Linked DNA regions of Mus musculus: region 2 is linked to region 1. The links are chromatin contacts, called in public capture Hi-C maps. All regions are on one chromosome and are shown on one strand. The core of a region is the stretch at or near the end of the contact, and the rest is flanking DNA. Distances in the headings are between cores, read along the strand shown.

Region 1 (6,578 bases), core at 3,149-5,648:
GTAGAGTGTATGCTTGGGACCTTTCCAACCCCACCCTACCTCAAGTCCCACCCGTACTTCCCTAACTCTTACTCAGCTCAGAGACAGATGTGCAAGCTAGGGGAAAAAAAAACTTAGGTGCCAAACACTTCAGGACTAAGGATTAGAATGTGTCAACAGACTACTACCCATCTAAAAAGGGAAAAATAAGAAAAAGACATTTTGACCACTTTATAGGCTATAGCTATTTTTTTCTTTTTCAATGTTTCTGACAATAATTAACTATTCAGCAACTCTTAGAGTCTCTAGCTGTCATGTACAAATTTTCCATTTAAAATCAACAAGGAATTTTGTTCTTCTGTATTTTATAAGAGGCTTATACAAATAAGCATAAATATCACACACACACACACACACACACACACACACATTTGGCCAATTCATTTTTCCTTAATGACCTTCTGCATAAAACTTGCCCCTTTCTTAGCTGTTTTGAACTTGAAGGTTTTAGTACAAAACTCAGATCAAAAGGCATCTGGTAGAAACCCCAGTTTGAGAAACCAGGAAGAAGGTTTTGTCTGAACCTCAGAGCTGTCACAGGGTCACTCGCTGACTGGCACCCAGGAGAGGCTGCACAGTCGCAAGGACTACAGATTTGTGGGACACTTTAAGATTGTTTGATTATATTAATCCTTTGAATGTATTAAACCCTAACTGACAATAAACACAACACTAAATCGAAACAGACCAAAATGCCACTCACCAGGCAATGAAAGTACAAGAGAGGTCCACCTGATGTACCTTGCATATAATTTTTTAGTCACCAACAAATGAACTATTATCCATGATTAATTAATAGGTAATGATTATTTATTAAGCATTATTCAATTATCCTAAAATTATAGTGGCTAGGTCGGTGAAAGGATATTTGACATTTTATCCGGGGAAAAAAAAGTTAAAATTAAAATCTCCCTCCCCTCAAAGCTGAGATCATCACAACTTAAAATCAAAGATCTGTCCGGAAATTCACAACACATACCTCACAGAAAGGCAGTCCATTACCAGAGAGGCCACTTGACTTGGGAGAGAGGGATCTGCCAGCGTAGCTCCGTTCAACTTCTGGGAAAGAGCCTGTCACCCACTGGGCATTGGTAAAAGGACAGACCAGGGATTGCCTCTGGGGGACAGAACAGACATACAAATACTTAACTGCAGACAAGGCTTTGGATCCTGGAACTCTTCTTTCCTGTCACCCCGGCTCCTCAGGGAGGCTTGCCCTCCCCTCCCCTCCCCTCTCAATTAACTCCCTCTTCCTCTAGCATGTCCCTCCCTTCTTTTTCCTTTCTTTCTTCTTTCTTCCTTCTTCTTTTCCTCACCAGCAGATTCAGAGTTTTGGCATGCTCCAACTCCGCTCGGGGACATGATAATTCCGGATCATCACCTCAGAGTCCCCAGAGACTGGAGCCAGCCTCGGCTTTTCTTTCTCTCCCAGCATTTATTGAAGCAGGCTGCTCTGAGTTACTCATTTTTTTCCCCAGCCTAACTCTAGATCTTCCTCCTCCTCCTCCTCCTCCTCCTCCTCCTCCTCCTCTGGCTGGGCAATCAGGCATTTTCATAAGAGAATCCCAGAGTCAGCACTGCAGACCTAGCTGACGGACAGAGCCGGGGGACAGACGCTCCTCAGAGGCAGGAACAGCTGTGGAGTTGTCAAACCTCCGAGCCCAGCCTCTAGACCAGCAGAAAGCCAATGCTCTATGCTCACAGGTTTGTTTTTTTTTTTTTTTTTTTTTTTACTCATGTATGTGTGAGATGGCCCCTCCCCTCGTTTGATGTTCCTTCATTTACAGAAGAGGGCGGGAAAGACTACATTCCTGGTTAAGCTGGGAAACCCCGGGTTATCTTGATTTAAGCAGGGATTGCTTACTGCTTGTTCTGGGCGATGAGTGGTTTTGGCAAACCTGAAATTGGCCACCACTGTCACCAGCAACATTGCCTCTATGGACAAAGCACTTATTATGGGTGTGGTATGATATTAAGGACTGACACACGTTAGTATTCTCATTCATTTGTAAATAAAGTTATGGAGACATACAGAGGTAAATAAAATGACTTAAGTTCACAAAGAAATAAACTCTCGCTTCAGACCCCAGTTTTTCCTCTATCCTGGAGATCGAGCCCAGAGTCTCATATGTACTCAGCAAGAACTTTACCGTTCAGCTATATTCCCAGCCCACTCTCCGCCTTGACCTTTAAATCCCCCTGTCTCAGTTTCTTCAGTCGCTACAGTCACAGACCTTCACCACCAGGCCCACTGAACCTCAGTCATGAATAGGTGCAAGCTCACCCTCGGAGCTTATAAAATGTAGAGTCTGAATAAATCGGTCCATAATATAGTCCGCCTATGCCAAGCCTTGCTGTTTCTGGTCCTATTTTAATCAATAATATATCTTAAATCTTCAAACACGCACCTGGCACACCATTCTTTCGAATAATATCCTCAAGGCTGTGCCCCAGCATCATCAGTGACCTGACAGGGTTAGGCTGTCTTACAGAAATGCCACTAAAACCTGGGGTGAAGCAGGTCGGTGGCAAAGCAAGAGCACTATGGCAAGCCTGCCCATATTTCTAAAGGTTATCCCAGGATTTCCTTCATCTGTGCAAGTCTTACCAATTCCTGGTCCAGTCTCCTCATTCACATCACTGACAGAATAGCTTCGTCTTCCCATCCGAGGGATGCTTAGCTCTCTTTAGCCACTGGCTTGCCCCCTGGACCTCTCACCCTCCTAGCTTCCAAGGGGGACACAGAGAGACCAGGAGTCCCTTTCCTCCAATGTGAGCCAGAGCAAGTGCTCCTTGGTTCCAATTGATCACACTGAGAAGTTACCGAGACCTGAGTCAGAGGTCCAACATGCTGGGTATAGGAGGTACCTCTAGGCCAGCTGGAAGCCCAGACTGCCATCACCCACAGCTTCCAATGTGAGTCTTAGAGAAATGGAGTCTCACGTATAACTAGTGACATCGCTGGATGGCGAGATTGGGCATATTTGGAACCAGGGTATTCAGAAGATGGTGACCTAGGGTCTAGGCTACATCAAATAGAAACCCTCAAAGAGAGCTGCTTCCCACTTGGGAACTCCTGCCTTTGGGGCAAGACCTCCCTGATTCCTAGCACAGGCCATTTACTGTATATTAAGCAAATCCCCAGTAGCAGCCAGGAAGTTCTGAACATCACCATATCCTAGTGGAAGATCATTTTCCCTTGCTTCCTAAGCCGAAGGTAAAGAAATGAACCTACAGGGGAGAGAGGCATCCTTTCCCATGGCGAGCCCCAGGATGAAACGGTAAGGAGAGACACTGAACAGAGCTGTGCCTCCAGGGTGCAAGGCCACAGGTTTGCTGCTACTTCTAACTTGGAAGCTTCGGCTTCTCATGGTTTCAGGTGTGGCGCTCCGCGCCACTGTCCCAGCACAGTGTAAAGGCATCTGTCTAGGTAAGAAGATGCCAGTCTCCAAAATTAGACAACTCCTGATTTGAACTGGTAAATTTAAAGAAATGGAAAGCTCAGAGATTAACCAGAAATTGTGCCAGGAAGAAAAGGGTAGAAGCACCAGGGCAACCGGGGGCACAAGCATCTTTAACCAACTTTATCTCTTAAGAAGAAATTCAAAAAGATTTTTCACAGCAAAACATGCAAAAACGCCTTTGAATGTCCAGTCTTCCGCCCACAGGGTGCCTAGCTGGTATTAAACACCCTGGGAAGCGACACCTGGCCCCACGTGCAAATTTTCATCACAATGCATCCAGTCTCTTTTTCTGCAAGCTCTTGGTGCAGAAAAGTGAGGAAATTTCCCTGGTTCTTTTTTTTTTTTTTTTTCCTTTGAGCGCAGGGCTTGGGAAGGCTCAAGTTTAGAAAACTTTCCTGAAGACTTCCGAGTGTATGAACCGTCCTCCCCGGGCGAACCCCGGCAAACAATCTACAAGCCTCTCCCAGATCTTTCAAAGAGCAAGGAAACCGAGCCTTACCTTTCTCAGCCAGAAGTGGACTGAGACAGCAGCAAGCGGCGGCCAACAGCGAGGCCGACAGTGGGATGCAAATCACCATGCTAGGGACCGTACACAAAGTACTCAGCAAGATTTACAGACCATTAAGGGACCGGAGACAATTTGGTGAAAGGAAATTCCTTACTCGCTGTTGTATTTTACTCTACGTTTTCCTTTTCTTTTCTATTTTTTTTTCCGTGCCCACACCATCCACTGTAATTACAGGAGTGAATCCATCATAACCCAATTATTTAAAAAGTCACTAAAAATCTCTCCTGTTTTCTTTCCCCCGTTTAAAATCCTTATGCAAGCATTCTTTTTTATGGTTTTCTCTAACCTAGTCTTCGATATCACTCTTTTGTAGTGTGAAGCTGCAGAAAAGAACTCCTTTTCGGTCTTCTACATTAGCGGTGGAGGAGTAAGGGTAGGGGTGGGTGGAGAGATGGGTGTGGGAGGAGGGGTGGGGATGGGTAAAGGCAAGCCATTGGAGAATTCCGGAAAGGAGAGTGGGATCCTCTGCAGATTTGTCACCATGAGGTTTAAGTGATAAGAAGAGTAATAGATAGCGGCGCACTGATGGCACACGCCTTTAATCTCAGCACTTGGAAGGCAGAGGCAGGCAGACTTCTGAGTTCGAGGCCAGCCTGAAGAAGAGCGATAGATGATAAGAGATAAGGCTGTATGTAGTGCCTGGGTGGCCTGTCGCCATGAAGTCAAGCAAGCTGGTTCGCCAATGAGTGTTCCTTATGTGAAGATGCCAGATTGCATGGGGTTGCTAACACACTGGACTGCCACATCTCAGAAGAACTGAGGCCACCAAGAACATCACAAACAACGCTGTGAGGAGATTTACTACGTCAGAGAGAATTCCCCCTTACTTAAAAAGCATCTCCTCTTCCTTAGCAATAAGGAGCCGTTGCTTAGGGGGAGGGAGGGTCCGCAGTGGAAGGAAGCAAGAAGGATGGCCAGTTCCAGGACAAACAGGTCACTGGTGCAGGTCCCATCTGTGGGAGCCTGCCGGGGGCGTTTCCACTCTGCCATTGAAGTGCGCTGGCGGTTTCTCTTTGGGGAGCACACTTGTGCTTTGCATTTGGGGAAGAACTGCCCTCACGTGTGTTTGATTATTCTCCCTCCCTCCCACTTTCGTTTTTGCTTTTGCTTGGTGTGGTCGAGCTGGCTAGTTTCCAGCATCCCGGAAGATGCCAGTTCCTCAGGCTCCTCTCTGTCCAATCACCACATGAAGATCTCTGTCATCACAAAGGCCCGTTGAGTTCAGTGAAATTCGGGAAGCTGGCCAGCTTTTCTCCTAGCTAACTCTTTTTTTTTTTTAAAGGGTGTGTCAACAATTTTACTCTGAAATCAGGGGCATTTTGGAAAGTGATCTGTGTTTTTGTGTGCTTTGGGGATAACAACTCTTGTTATTTCCCCTCCCAAATATGCTCTAGGCAGTTTTCTTTTAAGTAGAAAGATCTAACAGTAGTAAGAGGAAGAAGAAAAAAATGTGTTTTAGATACAAACATGTCTTTACTATTTGTTGGTCAAGTTCCAGGCACAGGAATCTCCTAAGATCCACATGTGGAGAGAAAGAACAGCTTGGACCTCTTAGTTGCCTGTCCTGGCTTCTGGTGGCTAGCACTTTGTTCGGCCTTAACTCTAGAACCAACTCCCCCATTCGGAGTGGACCTACCCAGTCCACCGAATGAAGAGGAACGGAGCACGTGAATGTTCATAAGCATCGATCACACACTACCCAGGCCACATCTCCAGGACTGCTGTTTGTGTTTTCCTGTGCAAGATTCTGAGACTTGGCACTGTGTGATACTTTAGCGGATCTATACTACTAGGGAAAGTGGCTGAACCAAGCCATAACTCCAGGAGTCTCTACCTTGTGCCCATCCATTGGCCATTGTTTTTGACTGCTTAAGATTCTACGAATAGTTCTCATTCAGGGAAGGGGGAGGTACAGGGTAGCACACTATCATTCAGTTTACTTTTGAGCAAGTACCCTGAAAAGAAACTTAATGGTTGAATTGTGTGTTGTATCCCCTAGGATTCTGAGCATTGAGACAGAGCTGTGTTATCAAGCAGATTTGAGTGTGTTTGAAACCAAGACTGATACAGGCTGGTAGGTATCCTGTGAGAGAGCCTCCGGAAGATGCTAGAGCGGTAGGGATATTTCAGGGGTCTCCAAGACCATTCTTCTTTCTTCATGGTTGAAATTGATTGTACTGCTTTTGGAGGCCAGGGTCTTAGTAAAGACTGCTGAGCAGACAGAGAAGCAAAGATCAAAACGAGATCTCATCTTGGAGCTAAGTCTGCAACGGGAAAGGCACAGGGACACCAAGGCAGACACTCTGCCTTAGAGAGAGCATTGCAAGCTGCTACACATTCCCCAGAGAGAACGGATCAATTCTGGACTAGGTGTGTGCGCTGCAGAGGTGAGTGAGGACTGGGCGGTTCGTGCTGGACAATCATTTGGCACTATAAGGAACGAATGTGATTCTGGGTAGAGGGGGGAATCCCTATTACATCAACACAACTTTGAAGAATCTAAATCT
Region 2 (6,020 bases), core at 318-2,817, 610 kb before region 1:
AATTCTCACTGCCAGATAATTCACCTTTCTTACACCAGAAAAACAAAAAGCCGAATGAGGCTAAAGGAAGATGCAAAAAAAAAAAAAAAAAAAAAAAAACCCTACCATATTAATATTTTATTATCTTTCTTTCACTTGTTACACACGTTACTTAGCTTTTTCAATTTCTCTCAATATTGTCAAATTAAACTTTAATCCTAAAAGAGAAATCATAAATTTGACCTTAGTTAACAGGTAAGGATATGATTCTGTTTCAGAGACTCAGTTTTAAGATGAACTATTTTTTTTTTCATAAAGGATTTAAATCCGCTGAAGAAAAAGCAAGTTAAGTGTTCCGTCTTTCAATAACAAAACAATTCCTTATATATTCTAGGGACATGTTATTGAAGTTTCTCAAGTTTGGTGTTTAAACTAAAAGGTAGAAAACAGAAAAATAATGTCCTGGGCTCAAGCCTATATTACTGAGTCTGTCACAGTTTTCCTGGGTTACATTTTAATTTGCTCATGAAGAGGGACCATTCTATGGCTTCCCTTATTTATTTATTTCCTTCTCTAAAACTCGTTGATTCCACAAGTAACAGGGCATTCTTTTGGAAATATCGGTGCTTAACGTGGAACTTGATTTTAGGGTTTTTTTCCTTTTTTTTTTTTTTTAAACCTCAGGCTAACCCAGCCTAGCCTGATGATGCTAAACTAGCCTAGGCTGATGATGCTAACCTAGAATGAGGAAAGCTTGAACACAGGAGTGTCAATTCCATTTCTGTGGGTCTCGGCACCACTGTATACTATTAGCATTTTAGGTTGGACAACTATCTGGGGCAGGGGAGGTGTCCTGTGAACCTCCAGGTATGCGACAGCCGCTCTAACTCACCAAGTGTCAGCGGTACCTTCTCCCCGCGCTTCACAGAATGGCTGTGCTGATAGCCCTTTGAAGGGTGGCACCAGCTCCATCATTACCGGAACCGGCTTCCACTTGCAAGGTTTTTTAGTGACCTTGGGCACGTCCTTCCCGGTCTGGATCCGAGGCGACGCCCCCCTCCCCCCTCCGGCGGGTGACCTCGGCCTCCCCGGCAGGGGGATGGCTCAGGTGGGATCCGTGCCGCGCTTCGTCCCCTCCCTTACCTGGCAGTAGAGCCGATAGAGGGGCACCGCGGCGTAGGAGGCCCCCAGCATGCCCACGGCGGCCGCGGCCACGTAGGTGAGCACCGTCTTGTTCCGCCGCCGCCACTCGTCCTCCTGCGCGCGCTGGAAAGGGTTGCTGCTCCTCGGCCGCCGTGGCGGCTGCGTCGCGGGCCCCCGGACCCCGCACGGGCGCTTCCATGTCCCGAGGCGTCTCAGACCCCGCTCCGCGCCTCCGAGCCCATCCCACCCGGGCCTAAGCACCAGCTCTGCGTTCACCACAGTCCGCCCTGACCACCCGGGCTGCCTCCAGCCCCGGCCACACGAAGCCACCAACCTCCATCCCGGACACCAGAGCCCTCCCATAACCCCCCGGAAAGAATGCCCGCCTGGCGGGGCCGCTGGCGAGATCTCGCGAGACCTCGCGAGTCTCGCGGTACCCGGCTTGAGCCTCCGCTGCTGCCTTGACTACCAGATTCCACAGTTAGCAGTGGCGCTACGGAGGCCGGGTGGCCCGAAGAGGGTAAGTTCGCGTTTTCTTGCTAAGTGACTGTGCCTCGCACTTTTGTTTCCTTGGGATGCTTCTTTAGTTTACTTTGCAGAAAATGCATTTGGGCCTTCGGCGTGCAAGCTCCTCACTGGGGCTTGTATCCCCATCTCCCCAAACTTCGCCAGCCTTTGTCTCGACCTAGCGGCCCCCAGCGGCAGCTCTGCCGCGGGGCTCTCACTTGGGGTTCGCTCAGCCCCGTTGCTTTCCGCCGCTGACTGAGCGCAGGCAAACCAACGTCCCTCTTTCTGGAACACTTAGTATGAGAACCGCCTTTCTCTCCAACACCCCGACCTGTGCATCTTCTCAGCCCCATGGGCAGATGTCTCCCACTGCGCTCATCACCCCTCTGCTGTTTACCCAGCAAAACCATTAGGTCAGACAGCCGCCGAAAAAACCAAGTTTGTTCAGAATAGAGGGACCAGGACAGGAGGGCCTTTAAAGGAGGGACTGAAGGAATAAAGACGTGCATCTTGCAGGCACAGACCCCTGGGAAATACGCTAAAGCTTTCTTCAGTTCTCTAAATGTTCCACAAACAAGGACCAATAAATATTAAATAGCACTGAGAGCAGATTCGGAGGTTAAGCATCAATGAATTTACACAAGTCTTGTCCTTGCATAAGTTTAATTTTAATATGACTTCTCCGTAACCTGATGGCCCTATTTCGTGAATGGAAATCACAGTAATTCAAGGAGGGTAAGAATATAATATGATTTTTGCCATTGCTTGAAGCATAGTAAGAATTTTATAAAAGTTAGGTCATTTCTTTTTCAAAATAATGGTTTGGTTTTATTAATTCTTTGAGGGTATTTTACTCTGTATTTGGGTCATATTCATCCCCTACTCCAGGCTCCTCCCAAAACTACCCCCCCCCCCACATTATTATTATCCAGAGTCCAGGCTGAAGGCGAACTAACTCATTGATGTGTTAGTCTGTGAGTGTGATCGGTGTGATCAATTGCACCATTAAAGAAAACTGACTTTCCTTCTTCCAGAAGCTGTAAGAAGCCAATAGCTCTCTCGTGCCCACCTTTCCACCTCCATAAGCTAGAGCTTATTTCTGATGGCCTCTGTGGGTCTAACTATCCCCACATTGTGGATTGGAACCGAAAACTGGAAGAGCTATCAGTCAATCAGCACGTATTCCTTGACTCTCACTGAGCCATACACCTTTTTAGTTTGCTGGGGACATTCCAAACTAAGTCAGGCACAATCACTTTTGTTATTGACTGCAGCCTCTACTGAAGGACTCAGAAAATAAATGTAAAATAAAGGAATTTCAACTAACAGTGTCTGCTATGAAACTAGCTGATGATGGCATGAAGTCATTGAGAGTGACAATGAGGAGGGTAAAAGAAGGTCTAAAGAGGTAAAAGAAGGTCTTCCTGGGGGTGACATTTGAGCCTACTCCCAAACTGTGAAAGAGCTACCCACGAGACAAAAATCTCACATCGTACACAAGTCCAGAGACAGAAATAAGTTGGATAGGATTGAATATCAACAAAGACAAACAACAACAAAAAAAACCAGGGTCCGTGTGGAGCGTGCAGAGCGAGCAGAGTTAACAGTGAAAGGAAATGGGGTCACAGCAGGTACAGACACCTGATACTACAGAGCTATTTCAGCCATGGCTAAGGGACAAAATGGGAGTGATCGGATATGATTTGATTCACACTGCAGGAAGAACATGATGTAAGTCACACGGTGAGAATGAGCAGGGCAAGGGGAAGCAGAAGTGAGGGGCATCTGCATGTTAGTGACAGTGGAGATGATGGCCTTGAAGAAGTAACTGAATAGTGGCCACAGCGCTGAGGGCTGTAGGCATCGTCTAGGACATCACTCTAGTAGGTGGTCACTGAAGTTACAGACTTCTCTTCTCCCATCTTGGTATGACAGTGTTTGGTCACCCTTTCCCTCTACATGTACTTTCATTCTGATACCAGATTGTCAACATTTTGCTCTCATTTTACTTTTCTTACTGCATAGACTCAAATTCCATATGAGGGGGCTGGAGAGGTGGCTCAGACCTTAAGAGCGTTTGCTGTTCTTGCAGAGGACCTGGCTTCTGTTTCCTGCACTCACCTAGGGACACAGAACTGTCTCTGACTTCAGTTCCTGGCTTCTTCTAGCTTCTTCAGGCACTGCACATACATGGCACCTACACGCAGACAATATACTTGTAAATGTTTTTAAAATCCTATGCTAATGCTAATGTGCTTAAAGCTAACAATATATTTCCTTCAACTATTTTCCCTTTCCAGCTATTGTTTCTCCATATTTTTCAAAACAGCTGTATAAATGTGTCAATAATAGGGTTGCAATCATGACTGCTTTCTTATTAATTGAAAGTGAATATCTGAGGAACAGCCATTTTGATAGCAGTAAAGTGATGTAGGTCTTTCTAGATTTCTCTTTTAATAAAATGAAATAGGTACCAATCCAATTCCTGTATGATAATGAAAAATAACAGCTCATGTATATAAAAGTGTTTTTGGATGGTAGCTAAAATGTTTCAATCTCCAATATTCACTTTGAAATGATTTAAAAGTTATATAAACATTGCAGAAATAATACGTTCCCAACTTATCCTTCACCTGGTTTCCAAGATCTTAAAGATCTCTGTACTCTTGGAGACGAGGGCAGACAGACGATATCCTGGAACTGTAAACTGGATCCTTGCATGAGTGTTGATTACAAGGACACAGCACAGGCATCCATCAAGTATTTAACATCAGCCCAATGCTGTGCTATCATAGCATAGTAATACCATGCGATCACCTTGGCCCATCATAGCAGCACACTTCAGAAACAGGTTACTCAACAAATGTATTATATTTCTGGAAGCTGGAGAACCAAGATCAAGGTGGTGGCTGATTTCTCATAAGGATTCTCTCTCACTTGTGGCAGACTTGTGTCCTCCCATGCCTGACAGGAGTCAGCAATCTTGCTGATGTCTTTCTTAAAGGAGCACTAACCCCTTCTGATCAGTCGGTTGTTCCACCATTATGTTCTCATTTAACCTTAATAGCTCTTTCACCATCTGAACAGAGCTCCACCAGGGCCAGGTTTTCAACCTGTGGGTTTTAAGGAATGTGCCAGTTCAGAACTTCACACCCTGGTGTCCAAGAACTCTGCTGAAATTAATACTGCGTATGCTGCTGTTTCCAACTTAGTTCTAGAATCTGGTCCAGGACGGCCCCTGGCTTCCAGTTGTCTTGCCCTTTAGTTTGCACCAGTGTGAAGCTGTTCTTTAGCCTTTCTCCATGGCCTTGAGATGTTTAACTACCTCATGGTTAATTGGTACACTATCCCTTGGTATGCATGTAAATGATTTTTGTTATGACTTTTTTTTGTTTTTGTTTTGTTTTGTTTTGTTTTTTTTGAGACAGGGTTTCTCTGTGTAGCCCTGGCTGTCCTGGAACTCACTCTGTAGACCAGGCTGGTCTCAAACTCAGAAATCCACCTGCCTCTGCCTCCCGAGTGCTGGGAATAAAGGCGTGTGCCGCCACTGCCCGGATTGTGTATGATTTTTATGAGCCTTTGTAGCAGCACAACTGAAGCAATGTGCCTGTCTCATTGAATTTCCTTAGGAGTCACATAGTGACATCCTGATTCATGACCAAGGTTTTTATCTCTTTACTGAGGTGTATCTTCAGGGATTTGTTTCTAGTTTTGTTGTTTAGAGTTAGGGTCTCCCAGAGAAACCCAGGCTGGCCTCAAACTCAAAAATCCTCCTGCATCAGCCTCCAGCACTACAATTACAGATGTATATCACCATACCTGGCCAAGTTTCTTTATTACAAGGGATATAAAAATTATTTTATGCTCATTAAGAAACAACTAATGTGGTTTGCGGGGAAAAGCTATTGGAACCATCTGTAAGACTGAGTATTACTCCTTAACACATTCTTTTTTCTTTTTCTTTCTTTCTTTTTTTTTTTTTTTTTTTGAGAGAATTACTATTTATGTATGCGAGTACACTGTCTTCAGGCACACTAGAAGATGGCATCAGATCCCATTACAGATGGTTGTGAGTCACCATGTGGTTGCTGGGACTTGAACTCAGGACCTCTGGAAGAGCAATCAGTGCTCTTAACCGCTGAGCCATCTCTCCAGTCCTCCTTAACACATTCTTAGTTGCTTCTGTGTTCCTGTCAATACAGACCCATTAATTCCTTTTCTGATGAAGGGGAGAATTTTCCTTTTCCATGATCCCCTTGCATTTTCCCTGACCTATCCTCAGCATCAGCCATTACTGCGGGAGTTTGGCCTCCTTTAGTGGAGGTTCATATTTAGAAATAAAGTCTGGGAAACAGAAGTAGTCGTTACTTCTAGACCTTCTCAACACAGAA

Evidence for each region. Capture Hi-C pulls out chosen DNA fragments and counts their contacts.
Region 2: a capture Hi-C map of macrophages shows a contact between it and region 1, with 5 times the contacts expected there. The contact joins the promoter of Stxbp4 here to the promoter of Tmem100 in region 1. A contact is called at or near these places in 17 of 39 promoter capture datasets (the 3T3-L1 cell line, 3T3-L1-derived adipocytes, the C10 cell line and 11 more), 2 of 15 datasets of contacts at CTCF or cohesin (the NIH/3T3 cell line and large pre-B cells), 14 of 115 datasets of contacts at active chromatin or transcription factors (the NIH/3T3 cell line, acute myeloid leukemia, bone marrow-derived macrophages and 8 more) and 3 of 9 other capture datasets (adipose tissue, embryonic stem cells and macrophages).

What each region holds. Positions count from the first base shown.
Region 1 is chr11:90,028,168-90,034,745 of GRCm38.p6, reverse strand. Tmem100 (transmembrane protein 100) reads right to left here and starts at 4,398. Exons shown (of 3, transcript NM_026433.2): 1 at 4,003-4,398; 2 at 1,019-1,156.
Region 2 is chr11:90,633,655-90,639,674 of GRCm38.p6, reverse strand. Stxbp4 (syntaxin binding protein 4) reads left to right here and starts at 1,567. Exons shown (of 18, transcript NM_011505.2): 1 at 1,567-1,642. It overlaps Cox11 (cytochrome c oxidase assembly protein 11, copper chaperone), which reads right to left and starts at 1,491. Exons shown (of 4, transcript NM_199008.2): 1 at 1,123-1,491. The coding sequence starts at 1,485.